Regions from separate parts of the Gossypium hirsutum genome. Here region 1 is linked to region 2. The links are chromatin contacts, called in public Hi-C maps. All regions are on one chromosome and are shown on one strand. Each heading gives the region's core, a stretch centred on a gene start, on an enhancer-like site or on the middle of the called end of the contact. The rest is flanking DNA. Distances are from core to core; before and after follow the strand shown.

Region 1 (2,791 bases), core at 163-2,662, 76 kb after region 2:
CATAGATCTGTTTCGAGGAACCACCTTCGGGCAGATTGAAGTAAGGATTTTCGAGGTGGTAGCAGGAGGCTGTGGACCTGTTGGTCTAGGATTCTGACTAGGAAACTTATTGGTAAATACTACTGGCGCATTGGAGGAGTTTGCCATAGCCGTCTTTTCCTTTATTTGGTAATTCAACAGAGCCCGAGCTATCGTGATCTGTTCAAGCTCATCATTGTTCTCTGGCTCTGAAGGAGAATTTGCAGTTTCTTTCGCCACTGGAAATAAAACACAGTATTCAATTTCGAACAAACATTTATCCCTAGGAAAAATGAAACACAGACTCACATAGTTTTAGAGATGTCCAAGCTGCCATGGCTGCATTCTTTTCTGCTCGTTTCTTGTTCTTAGCTGGTTCCCCGGTGAATCTGATTCCAATTTCCAGCCAATTCAACCGTTCCCGTAAAAATAGGCAGGTGCCTGAGACCTGATCTAAATGTTGTATACTGAGGCAATGGAGCCCCAACTCTTTCTGCAATTTCCTGTAAGAGTTCTTATAAACTCCTGTCTCATCCTAACATAACAAGGCCGGATCAGTATCAATCTCAATAAAACTCGAGATATCCAGACAGGCATATTCGAGAAAATTGAGATATAAACACAACAAAAATCATCAAGAATTTGCCAATTCACTGAAGGTGCGTAGCTTCATATGAAACAATTAACTAAAATGCCTCTCATCCTTGTAGTTCTACACGATCCCCCAACCTAAGTCCAAGCACCCCATTTTGCTCGTATTTACATGCTTTTCACTATGCCGAAAAAGGCAATTCATATTAATAATGCACCAACACTCGTGTCTCAACAAAAACAATTCATACAAAATTAAAAATGATAACTTTGATCATTTGCTAAAGGAAAACTAACCGTTTCTCTAGGAAGCATTGCCAACACGAAACCGAACCCACTCTTCCCATAAAACCTGTCCCGAAAAAACACGTTCTTTTAACCTACAATAACATTTGCATATCACATTTCTTTTTCATTTTTTTTTCTGTTGCGCAGACAAATGTTCATACACCTACTTGAACTAATTAAAGTCTGCAAGAGATTGAGACACCAAATTAAATTTTGCCTTCTCTACCGTTTTATCCTGGGGCAGTCAATTGAGATGGCCTGAAATGAAACATTTTTATGACCAAAATACCCATGATTAAGCCATTAATTACACCTACAGAACCCATATAATCAAAATACAGCAGTTTCCCAGAATATCAGAGAGAAAAAAAATTGAAGAAAAATCATAAGAATCCCATTTTTATTTCCCTCAAAAATTAATTAAGTTTTCGCTTCCATCATCTGAAAAAAAGCCAAGAAAACCCCACTGCCTTCTGCTAAATCATTAACTATTGAAGGGCATTCTAGTAATTCCCTACGACTAGCTGAGCTGAACCTCCGGCGATCACGACGGCGGAGCAGGCTAACACCAATCACACCCCACGGCTCAATTTAGCATAGAAAGACCAAAAAAAAACAAAAAAAAGGCGCGCCATTAGCGGAAGATTTGAGAAAGAACTTACTAGGATTCCAGCGGCGAGGGAGCGAGAAGGTCTACGGAGAGTCGAACAATAGTTAAAATTTTTCATCACTGCACCAAATAATTATTCTACTATATTAATATACTATTTATTAATTATTTGTTAAATAATGATATTTTTATTATTATCACATCGTAATTAGTAAAATATTAATAAATTATTATATCTATTTTTTTAAAATTAGTTATTTAATAATATGGTAAATTAATTCAGAATTTTCTCGTGCTTTTATATATTATAAATATTTTTTTATTTTTAAAATATTATACTTTTATATTAATTATTATTAATTTATATTTTTAAGTTATAAAATCGATTAAATCAAAACCGAAGGTTCAAACGATTTCGTACTTTTTCGTTTTCCTTTAAAAAACTTTAGAGATTTTTTAAATAAAGTATTTTAAAAAATATATATTAATCTTATTTAATTATCTTTATTTACTTATTTCGCAATAATATAAAGATTTAATTGGTGAGTTTATTTTGAAAGAGTTAAATTTACTTACAACTTTATAATATATAGATTTTTCTTTTGTTATAAGCAAAATAAAAGTATATATCTTTATTGTAATGTAATATAAATTTTTAATATGATATTTACTTTTATTTATAACTCAAAAAAATTGTGTTTTAATATACTTAAATCTACACATATTAGTTGTTGAAATAATTGCTATAACTATTTAGGGTTTAATGATAAATTTAGTTTTAAATGTTTACATCTTTTGTCAATTTGATCTTTATTCTCTTTTTTTAGTTAAATTTGATTATTAATCTTTCAAAAATAATAATTCTACTTTTTTAGAAAGGTTGATGGTTAAATTCGATTTTTTTTAAAAGGTTAAGGGTCAAACTTAGTTCAAAAAAAGGGTCAAATTAATAAAAAATATAAAAATTAAAGGCTAAATCTTTTATTATGCCAATTAGTTATTAATGGGTTAATTATTACAACACTATGTAAAACTTCTATAAATAAAATTACGTTGCTACCGATTTTTTTTAAAAAAAATTGGTTTAAAATTGAAGTATTATTGTTAAAAAATATTTTTAAGAAGTTAAAATTTTGATCTTAGATATAATGTTGAAAAGTAAATATATATTTAAATGATATTTAAATTCATTAACAGTATGATATTTCAATAAAAATATGAGAAAATTATTTATTTTAATTTATTACTAATTTTTTGATAGCTGAAATATAAATTTTAAGTAGT
Region 2 (2,706 bases), core at 22-2,521:
AGACTGCACATAAAAAGTCGAGTACATGAAGAACTAGCTCTCTACTAGATTATACAAACACTTGAAAATTTAAGTCATAGCATCCAACCAATTGCAATATACTAAAAAAACTAATTAGAAAGAAAAATATTAATAATAGCAAAAAACTGGAAAAGCGCAATGTGATAGTGGAAAAATTTACAAATTGATGAGTCGACTATTTAAAGCTTTACACTCTTGGATTATTTCTTCCTCGTCCAGAAGCTCTTCCAAAGTAAAGTTCTCCTTGTCTAATATCGACTCCACCTATCAAAGAAAATCGCAGTCAACAAAACTAATCATAATTATAGTAAACAAAAAATTAAAATGAGTCACTCAACAATATTCATAAGAAAACGAGTGGAAATGGAGAATGAACATCAATTAGAAAGCAAATCCAGCAAACTATAATTAGCTTAATATATTTTCACCAATTTGATTCAATAGCAGTTATATTTCATCTTCAAATAAAAGGAACTACAGCCATTACCACACAAACTAGCTTAAAGATTTCTAAAAAACCAAAAAAAAAGATAATCATCGAATCGAGCAATGAAAATTTCCAAACAAGCGGACAAATCTAAGTCAGTGAAGCTACTCTGCTACGGCATCAATGAATCCAAAAGTAAATTAAGTATAAAAAGAAGTAAATTTCAACATAACTAAGTTAAAAGAAAAGCACTGATTCAAACCTACAAAGAAAAAAAAATCTAACCAAAAGTTAACAAGTTAATTACAACTAATAAAACTTACTCTAATAAAAGATCTTAATTAATTAACTAATTAAAATAAAATTACTCACCGGACAAGAGGCGGATAGAGATGGGAGCTTCCAAAACATGGCTAAGAACAGAAAAATAGTAGGCAGAGTATCAGATTAGATCAGTAAACCCTAAAAATTACCAGTGAATCTAGGAAATATCGAAAAATAAGGGAAAAAAGGGGAGATTCAAGAGTAAAGAAGAGAAAAATAATAATAATATTAAAATTTAAAAAAAAAACAATTTTTTTTTGCTGTTATATTATAGTGGTAGCTAAGGAAGGAAGAGAAAAATAAGCTAAAAAAACGTTTTGCAAGTGAAAAGAAAATAAAAAAAGTACAAAAAAGAAGTACTTCGATTCTCAGAAAACTACTTTTAGTTTTATGTCTATGGTTATGGCCAAGAAGAAGGGGAAGGGTTCAAATCATCATGGATGCATGTACACTAACATGCATACATACATACATATATAGTGCATCTGTCCACCAGATGGGATAGCTCATTTGGTTCTTTTTAATTCGAATTTAAATTAAAAGTTTTAAAATATTATTAGATTAAAATATACACTCTCTTTTTTAGGGCCTATTTTGCGATGCTTAACAAAAAAAAATACTTTTTTGTTTCAAAAGTATTTTTAGAAAAAAAATTATGCTAAACAAACGGATAAGAGATGAAATTTCAAGCTTTTTAAAAATGTTTTTTTAAGAGCACTCCTCTAATAAAATAATATTTTTTTTTGTACTTAATTACAAATGTATTAAAATTATTAATTAAAAATTAAAAAATATTTTTTAAAATACTAATTACAAATATTTAATGGTTATATTTAAATATTTAAAATATAGTTTATATATTCTAATTAATTTTTATAAATAATTAATATTTATTGCTTAAAATATTTGAAATTTATATTTCATATATTAAAATATTAACAACAAATTATAATAATTTCTTTTATATTTTTATTAAAATATAATAATATTAATTAATTTAAATATTATTTAAATGCATATTTGTTACTTGATAATAACATGTTCAAAATTGACATTTTATTTCTCAAAAATACTTTTTTGACAGTAATGCTAAACACTCAAACTAGCCCTTAGTGGTTGTAGTTTTATAAATTTTAACATTTAATCCATGTATTTAAAAAAATAAAAATTAAGTCATTTATATTTTAGTCCAATCATTAACATTTCAAGGATTTGTTTGAATATCATTGAGTAATTGATTAAAACAGGTAATTACAAGATAATTGTAATTCTCTAGACATGTTCTGTTGACAGAGTATAATTACATTGTAATTTCATATTAAAATATTAATTACTTTAAAAAATAATTTCTAAAAAAAGTAACAAAAATTAAAATCAAATCATTATATGTATTATATTAGTCTAAAAAATTAGTTGACTATTTGATTATTAATAAAAATAATAAGAAAAATAAAAATCATATGCAACTCTACTTGATTGTTATAGTGCGTTCTTGTTGAGTTATTCCCTTTTTAATATTTAACATATGTCCATTATCATTATCTGCTGGTTCTTGATCGAATTCGTCTGAATTTGAATCTGCATCGTTAAAATTATCTATATCTCATTCTTCCATGTACTCTTAGAAGTAAGAATTATCTCAATTCCACTTATGAATGAAGTTGTGAAATATGAAACATGTTAATGCGATCCAATTTTGTTTTTTATGCTATACTAAGGTGAAATTCTTAATATGGATTTTTTTAAAACAACAAATATCTTCTCAACAACATTTCAAAGCGTTGCACAAATTAAAGAGTTTGCAAGATGTCTATGATGCTTGTGTTTGGCACCATTTTCTTAAATTATATCATACCCCATAATATGGTGCAAAAAATATTTTATATTTACATAATTAGCATTGACCTGATAATATTTGGGTTCACAGTTCAAAT

Evidence for each region. A called contact is a pair of places that touch in the nucleus more often than the background predicts.
Region 1: a Hi-C map of leaf shows a contact between it and region 2, with 3 times the contacts expected there. The contact joins the enhancer-like site here to the promoter of LOC107963882 in region 2. A contact is called at or near these places in 6 of 34 Hi-C or Micro-C datasets (anther, callus, hypocotyl and 2 more).

What each region holds. Positions count from the first base shown.
Region 1 is chrA03:6,385,394-6,388,184 of Gossypium_hirsutum_v2.1, forward strand. It overlaps the pseudogene LOC107963880. Among protein-coding and RNA genes, the nearest start is that of LOC107963879, 8.1 kb to the right of the region's middle. Within about 2 kb of position 1,413, at least 6 of the 9 cell types and tissues checked have an H3K27ac peak or open chromatin away from gene starts, as enhancers often do.
Region 2 is chrA03:6,309,779-6,312,484 of Gossypium_hirsutum_v2.1, forward strand. LOC107963882 (serine/threonine-protein phosphatase 6 regulatory subunit 3) reads right to left here and starts at 1,272. Exons shown (of 21, transcript XR_005921752.1): 1 at 1,245-1,272; 2 at 821-861; 3 at 182-285; 4 at 1-3.